Regions from separate parts of the Oryzias latipes genome. Here region 1 is linked to region 2. The links are chromatin contacts, called in public Hi-C maps. All regions are on one chromosome and are shown on one strand. Each heading gives the region's core, a stretch centred on a gene start, on an enhancer-like site or on the middle of the called end of the contact. The rest is flanking DNA. Distances are from core to core; before and after follow the strand shown.

The links. Hi-C and Micro-C count contacts between places; a contact is called where the count stands out from the background.
Region 1: a contact with region 2 is called in a Hi-C map of embryo, with 4 times the contacts expected there. The contact joins the promoter of dnajc17 here to the enhancer-like site in region 2. A contact is called at or near these places in 3 of 5 Hi-C or Micro-C datasets (embryo and fibroblasts).

What each region holds. Positions count from the first base shown.
Region 1 is chr22:14,622,722-14,627,146 of ASM223467v1, reverse strand. It overlaps dnajc17 (dnaJ homolog subfamily C member 17), which reads left to right and starts at 1,532. Exons shown (of 11, transcript XM_004082352.4): 1 at 1,532-1,756. The coding sequence starts at 1,535.
Region 2 is chr22:14,526,283-14,530,667 of ASM223467v1, reverse strand. No RefSeq gene overlaps it. Among protein-coding and RNA genes, the nearest start is that of bmf, 19 kb to the right of the region's middle. Within about 2 kb of position 1,702, at least 1 of the 8 cell types and tissues checked has an H3K27ac peak or open chromatin away from gene starts, as enhancers often do. A contact at or near this core is called in embryo, where this site is marked.

The sequences.
Region 1 (4,425 bases), core at 283-2,782, 97 kb before region 2:
ATGCATAATTTCTATTCCCTTTAACTGGAGTCTTTCTGAAGAATTTATTTTGACAAACTGACTCAGACAGGATGGCCAGAACTGTAATTGAATTGCAATCTTCCTACAAATAAAACTAAAACCAACCAACCTCTTTTCTCAGAAAGTATAAGGAAAATTATACCCCGACAGACGTATTATTTTAATCGGTACAAGTTTGAAATCTTTAAAAAAATAATAACAAATGTTTCTTAGACAGGACATTTTAGCAAGTGTAGTCTGTAGAATCTTTATTTTGTTACAACCCTTGCCTCATAACAAAAGGGTCCCATTGTTGTTGCATGATCTTACTCACATGTTGGGCGTTTGTTATCTCTGAAGCTAAGATGATGTGATCAAAATGACCCCAAAACAAACAAAAGAAAGATTAGAAAATATGTGGCAGTCTTTTTCAGACTGCATGTGCACATAGTAGCAAAATGGTCTGTTGTAGGTTCAGGACCTTCCTAGTGTCTTCCAACATGCCCAGAAAATCCCACAATTACAAGTTTAAACTTTAAGCTTCCAATTTTTACATTTTCTATATAGAGTTTTAGAAAATTGACTACCGGTACATAAAACACACTAACCTGTTCAGAAAGTTGTTTACCCACTCAGGAGAAGTGCCTTGCTTACCCCTCCCATGAACCAACAACAAACACACCAAAAGCCCTGAAATAAAATGTTTATTTTTTGCTTTTTAGTCATGTTTTACCATCTACACGATTTCTCGCCTGTTTCAAGCACATTTTATTAATTAATTTTAATTATTGTGCAAAATGAAAGATGAAGATAATTCACCTGCTGATGATAAGATTATAACTAATGCACGATTTGAAAACTGGATTGTTATGGATAAATATGACTGTCAGCAAATAGAATTAGATTAAACAATCAAAATAAGAAACCACATATAAAAATAGTAAAAAATAAACAACTGACAAAAAGTTACCCTTAGGTCTGGCTCTTTTGCTTTGATCTGGGGGGTCCTGTGGCTATTCTGTGAATGTGGACATTTCCCTAAAAACATCGTTTCCACACTTCAATACAAAACCCAGGCTTCTACATGGCTTCATTTTATTACTCTTTTTATCATGCAGTGTGTCTGTCTACGTGTGTATTTGTGGGTGGGTGGTTTGGGTGGCGGGGGGCTCGGCATTGTGTGCGTTTTAAACAAAACATTTGTTTGTCCTGTTCTTTTGTTTTTAAATTTGATTATGTTTTTCTGTGACGCGTTTTGAGTGACCTGAGTTGTAAAAGTGCCATACAAATAAAGTTTTATTTGATTTGATATACATATGTATTTTTCATTTGATAAGAATAAATATGCAAAATGAGCATTATATGTTCCAATAAATTAAAAACTAATTAAAATCCGTAGGTGTACAGTATGTATGCATGTGTTTTTTTTTTATAAATGTGGAGTAAAAGTGTTTAAAAGTACCTTATGAATTAATATATGGACTACATTTCGTAGGGCACAAAGAACATCCGGGTCGTTATTAACGTCATATTCATGCGACCCGAGTCATTCCGGTATCATGAAACAACTACCACAACAAATAGCCTAAATAAATTAGACAAACCCTTACAATTATTTTTAACTTTAAATATTATTGTATATATTTTTTGTCTTTTCACTTGTCATTTGGAAAAGATGTCTGGAAAGGCCAAGGATATCCTACAGATGGATCTGTATGGCTTACTCGGTATTAAGAGTTCTGCCACAACCAAAGAGGTACGCTAAGTATTTGTTTAATAAATAAGAAGTTGGATTCTTTAATGAAAAAAAAATAGTGGCCGGTTTTAACCGAGTAGTTGATTTAAGCACAAAAGATTACTAAGTTAAAGAAAAAAACGGTTTTGATGAGGAAGGTAACTGTGCTGTAGATGCATGCTAAAAAAATGATTTTAACGCAGTGTTTGTGTGTGAAATAAAGCTCGAGGTGAAAACTTTTGAATTAGTTAAGGTTTAACGATGTCAAACTAAAACAATGTTATATATTGCTCAATACTATCTTGATAAAAACCCCCATTTAAAAGCAGACAACCTGGTGCAAGACCGGCTAACTGCTAACTCACAGTGACTGCAGTTAACAGTAGACACCACTAGGTGGTGGTGTTACACCAATTTACTCTAATGTTTTTCTGTAAGAGCATGGTAATTATGATCTCAAGAACCATCACGTGTGAAACCTATCGAGAAACTTTTGTACATACATGTGCAACATAATTATTCATGAAAAACATTTCCATCATCCATTTTTGCATAAATATAATTTTTTTAAATGTTAAACATATATATTTTTTGTAAAACCCAATCCCCTTTCATCTACTAGTTCCTCTCTTAGTCAGAAGTGGTTCACCATAGTCTTTTTCCTATGACCACCGCTGCCTTTACAATCCTCTTGTCTAAGGGGAATACGCATTAGCTGCCAAAATGAGGGAAGAAGTTAATTTTCGTAACTGGATTTCAAAGTGCTCAACTCCCCAGAGGATTAATGTGGAGGGAAGTTAAGGGTTGTGGTTTGTGCAGAATTGAGGCTCCAAAACGGAGAGTGCTGGTTCTCTGTGAGGTCGGCTGATGATTGGGAGAGATAGTGGACTTCTGTGCAGATTGGAGCTCCAAAATCAGTCAAATGTGGGCATACGCATATCATGGCATTTGTTTGGCCCACTGCCCTCTCCCCACTTTTGTACACGTTGTTTATTGCAGCTCGCATGGAAGAGGCCGATCTCAAAGGTGTTTATGCAGGCTGAGCTTGTGAGGAACTTTCTATGACTTTCCCATATTCCCTTGTGGTTCTCTAACCTTGTCTTCCTGTTATCACCACTGTTGACCATCCCTTGCGTGTGGCTCGTTGAGACGTGTCGGAGAAACATGCATGTCAGAGCTTATGATTTAATGACTGTAGATGACCGGGGTTTGCTTTATGGTGCTGCTAAAGCAGGCTTTTGCTCGGGTCTAGCCACCGGAGTTGAACCTACCACAGATTGCTTTGGTGAAACAATGTCAGCAGCCAGGACCACACAATGTTCTCGCGGTTATTCAGCTACTCAAATTTTATTCAACCAAATTACCTAAGGCTTTGCAGTTTGCAGCAGCAACATGCCTGCATGGTTTACCTCCAGACAGAGCATTTTGAGCTCAACTGTTGGCCACATCTTTGCAGGGATTTGATTCTTAAGTCTTTATAACTGTGATTAAGGTTAATTAGTTTGTAAAGAATACCATTACAGAACAAGGATTGACTCAACAAAACTGTGGAAAAAGCTCTCACATGTCTGAATGACACGCTGACAGATCATTGGAAGGCTTCATAGTTTCATAGACATGGAAAGACATTTTTTTATAGTTTATTTACATCTCCAGGTTATTGAAAACAAAAAATATGGTTATTGGAAGGAAGAATACAAAAATGAGCTAATGTAAAAGCAAATTTGCTATGATTTTAACCAAATTAAATCAAAAATGGGGTGAGGATACATACTGCCATGGGGTGACAGACAAACCATATTCTTTAAATTCATTATAACATTTAGATATTTTAGATAATTATTCAGAATAAAATGAGTACAAATTAAAACCCAAAAATGATGATGTTTAATATTTAATAAGTTAAAAAATGTGTGTCTACTTTGAATTCGGCAGATATAAAGGACCCAAAGAGCTGGGACCATATTAATAGAGGTTCCTATGGTAACACACTACGTCATCATAAATTCAAATACTGCTTAAGCCAACATGTGTTCAGGCCTGTTTAAAGCTCTCCAGAGACCACCTGCATGATCCAGAGGAGGATGTCATGAGGTCAGAAAAGACCAGAATGGAACTCACCGTGTTTTGAGGGGAAAGAATGCTGAGTGGCATCCCCAAAACACCCACTGTAAAGCATGGGGGTGGAAACATAATGATTTGGGGCAGTTTTTTCTGTAAAGAGAACTATTAAAGAAAGGATGAACGAGGCCATGCACAGTGAGGTTTTGGTGAAAAACCTCCTTCCGTCAGTGAGTGTTGAGGATGAAACGTGGCTGGATCTTCTCTCATCACAATGATCCCAAACACATCGCCTATGCTAAGTAAAAAGGAATTCAAGCTTTTATGGATTTTTTTTAGTCTCTGGACCTCTATTCAACAGAGAATCTGAGGTGGAGAGTTGAAAGTCTGTGTTCTTACACCAGTATCAACAGTTTTACACTGCACTGTGGCAAAAGACAAAGTTAGGTTTTGAAGAAACATTTCCATCCATATCATATTTCTTCCCGAGGAAATTGTCTCATATAACTAACCTGACTTATATAGTAAAGACCTTTATAAAAAAAAAAAAAAACGTGGTGCATCATTAAATGAAAAACCGAGCAGCTCAAATCTTTTATCAGCCGAGTGCATCATAGTCTTCCTCGCCT
Region 2 (4,385 bases), core at 453-2,952:
TATATTGGTGCTGCTGTGTTGATGTTTCAGATCAATTTACATTTAATATTATTTATTGATTGAATTATTTTTCTCAGCATCAAATGGTTCAAAATTGGTCAAAAATGTTTTCTAGTTTAAATGAGGACTGACAGATTATTTTATTTCAGGCACTTTAAGCTGTTTTTCTGTTTTAGACTAGAAGTGGGTTTCTGTGTGGCAAAATTAAGTTAATAATTTTTGAAAGTGGATTTATGTTGCTTTTTTTCTTTAGTTAATGTTAAAAGATACAATTTCAGGCATTCTTACACAATTTTTTAGCTACTAAACTAATGTATTGTCACCGCGGCGAGTGTGAGTGGGGGGTGGGGGGATTAGGGGGGCGCAAAACATTTTCTTTTTCCAAGGGGGGGGCTTGCAAAAAATAATTTAGAAGCACTGCACTAATGTCACCATGGGTTCTTTGTATATTAGTTCACAATCGTACTCTAAAGATTATTGTATTTAAAGTATTAAAAGTATTGAACAATGTATCACATATATACCGTATTTATATATATAAGCGTTTCATGAGGTCTGGAAATATAGTCATCTTGAATAATGTCTGCCAGCCGAGCGCTTCCACTCATCATCTGAATGCTTGTTTTTCTATTATTTATTTTGTTTTGTTTTAATGTAAAGCTCTTTGTGTTATAATTTTATATGAAGAGTGCTTTATAAATAAAGTTTGATTGATTGATTGATAAATACTGATCTGAATGATTCTGAAATAATAATAAAAGATAGTTGATTTTAGCCCCTTCACACCATTTGTCACTAATTCACAATGTCCCATTTATTCCATGACTTTATTTAATTTAGCATCGGCTTAAAAGGGAAAAACACTGAATATTTATTTATTTAATTGTGTATTGAGGTGCAGTGGTTAGCACTCTTGCCTCAAAGTTAGAAGGCCCTGGTTCAAATCCTGGTTGGGAGCTTTCTACGTGGAGTTTGCGTGTTCTTCCCGTGCATGCGTTGGTTTCCTCCAGGCACTCCGACTTCCTCCCACTGTCTAAAGACGAGCTACAGAGGTTAATTGTTTAGTCTGAAGTGTCCCTAGGTGTGCACGTGTGAGTGTGTATGGGAGTCATTGTGTGCCCTGCAACAGACTGGTGACCTGTCCAGGGTGTACCTCACCTTCATCCAACACTAGCCGGGACAGTCTCTGCCATCCCCTCGACCCTGACAGGGATATAGCAGGTTAAGAGAAGTAATGAATGGATGGATGGATGGAATACCTTTTTTATAATTGAAAATACTCGTGAAAGGGTTAAACATATAACAGATTTATAGGAAGTATTTAACATTTTACAGCATGTTGGTGTCAAACCAAAATAAAATCACAAACCATGCCTTCAGTTCTATTTTTTTCCTTTTAGTCTACAAAAAAGAAAAATGTGTTGCAATTGCACTTTTTCCCCATCATCCTCTCTCTCTGTACTCACTTTAATTGTATTATTTTTTTCATCACTGCAAGATAACTTTGACCAAAACATCATTACTTAAAAATCTAATGTCCACACATGACTTCTTTTGGAGTCAGTTTTGCTGTTGCTGTGAGGGAAAATCATTTTTGGGTTTTTTTTGTGATTCACACCATTCACTCTAATACAGATAGAGAAATAAAATGTCATCTGTTGTGATCAACAGGGGTCACTGTTGTCTCGCAGCTTTGCTTCAGCCTAAGCTTAATCAGTGTTACCTGTCTTGCAGGACTGTGATAGTATGCGTGAGCAAGCTTCATTACTCTTGCATATGGACAGAGTGTCTTTGTTTGGAACGGGTCTGGAGTCCTTCATCGCTTCAAGCTGCTTTCAGAGAGCCAACCAACTAAAAATACAACTGCAGAGTGATTAAGATAGTACTTGTTTTTTCCAACCCAAGAGCTGCTTGAATCAGAGTAGATGGAAGTTATTTCACTTGTAAAAAGCAACAATCTTCTTTTCTTTTTAGCTGAAAATGCATTTTTACCATGAAAACATTATGGTTGCAGTAACCTAATCACTGTTGACAAATTTACCTGAGAGCAAAACACAAAAGATACTTCATCTTTAATTTAGGCAGAAACCTGCAATATTTTATTTTGTTTTTTCTGACGCCAAGCACCACATCAGCATTCAGCCTGTTACAAGGCTTGACCGTGTTTATTTCAATACTGACTCCTTTGAAATGTTTTATCAAATATTTGGTTTTGATGGAAAGTCAAACTTTCCTACCCAAAACGGTTCAAGAACCTGAAAGAAAATTTAAATCAAAGACCTAACATCATTTTGAATGCCTTTTTTCAAAATGTATCAAATAAACAAATAAAAGGACAAAAGGTTTTTACTGTTTTAACATATTCAGATTGACCCCTTTTTCCATCAAACACACAAAAATATGAACCAACAAAATTAGGTTTTATTTACACGAATCATAATGTAGGTTTGAGTGGTTAAAAAAAAATCCAAGTAGTTTTATATATATATCTAACTTTCCAAAGATTCTTGACATAAATTAAAATGAGCTAAAAACCAGCTTTTGCAGTTTACCCATCTTAGTACTGCGCTATTTTTAACAAATCATCGTTAAAACTTTCAAATTGCTATAAAGTCTGTGTCCCAAACTTTTTTTTTCTGCAGTAATTTGTTCCTTTTTTGATGATAACAGCACTAGTCTTGGATTATAGGAGCTGTTTTCTTGTTTTAAGGGGCTTCGCAACTATACCTTTGGCTCCACTAGTAAAGACCTAAAGTGTTTGTGAAAAAGTGCATTTAATATTATTTGTTTGCACTTTTGCTAACCATCAGAGTTTTGTATTTGCTGCTGCCTCTCATTATTGTCTCGCCATAACACTTCTTTCCCTGTTCTGCCTTTGTTCAGTTGCAGATTGCTCCTCAACTTTTCTTCTTTACTTTTCTGACAGTTTCTCCTTCTTTCCACTCATTTGTACTTCTTCTGTTTTACAGTGACTTATATTTTCAGGGGATTCACTTGATAAATGCTTGATTTAATTTTCTTCTGTTTGCCGTCCACTGCAGTGAAAAGGGGGCCCAGAGCAGAACTTTTAATGCAGTCCCATCTCCACCTTCAACTAATCTTTCACACCAACAGCACACTTGATCTCATAAATATCCTTCATCAGTTTAACCATTAATTGTCGTTCCTCAGAACCCTGTAAAGCTGTTTCTCCAAACCTAAATTCTTTCTTCTTCTTTCTCTTTCGGCTTTTCCCATCAGGGGTCGCCACAGCGAATCATCCTTTTCCACCTCACTCTATCATGGACATCTTCTACCCTAACATTAGCCAACTTCATGTCCTCTGTTAAGACATCCATGTATCTCCTCTTTGGCCGTCCTCTCGCCCTCCTGCCAGGCAGCTCCATCTCCAACATCCTTCTACCAATATATCCACTATCCCTCCTCTGAACATGTCCAAACCATCTCAGTCTGGCTTCTCTGACTTTGTCCCTAACACAGACAACATGAGCCGTCCCTCTGATGTACTCGTTCCTTATCCTGTCTAACCTGGTTACTCCTAAGGAGAACCTCAACATCTTCATCTCCGCTACCTCCATCTCAGCCTCTTGTCTCGGTCTCACTGCTACCGTTTCTAACCCATAGAGCAGAGCTGGTCTCACCACTGTCTTGTACACCTTTCCTTTGAGTCTTGCTGGCACTCTTCTGTCACACAACACTCCTGACACTTTCCTCCACCCGCTCCAACCTGCCTGCACTCGCCTCTTCACCTCTTTTCCACACTCCCCATCACACTGAACTGTTGACCCCAAATACTTAAACTCCTGCACCTTCTTCACCTCAGCCCCCTGTAACCTAACGCTTCTACCTTGATCCCTCTCGTTCAGACACATGTATTCTGTCTTACTACGACTGACCTTCATGCCTCTTCTTTCCAGAGCAAACCTCCACCTCTCTAGCTGTTCCTCCACCTGCTCTCTACTCTCACTGCAAATTACAATGTCATCCGCAAACATCATTGTCCAGGGAGATTCCTGTCTTACCTCGTCTGTCAGCCTGTCCATCAGCATAGCAAACAAAAAAGGACTCAAAGCTGATCCTTGGTGTAGTCCCACCTCCACCTTGAACTCCTCTGTCTGACCTACAGCACATCTCACCACCGTCATACTTCTCTCATACATGTCCTGAACTACTCTGACATACTTCTCTGCCACTCCAGACGACCTCATACAGTACCACAGCTCCTCCCTCGGCACCCTGTCATACGCCTTCTCTAAATCTACGAACACACAATGCAGCTCCTTCTGACCATCTCTGTACTTTTCCATCAACATTCTCAAAGCAAAAATGGCATCAGTGGTGCTCTTACGGGGGCATGAAACCATACTGCTGCTCACAAATCTCCA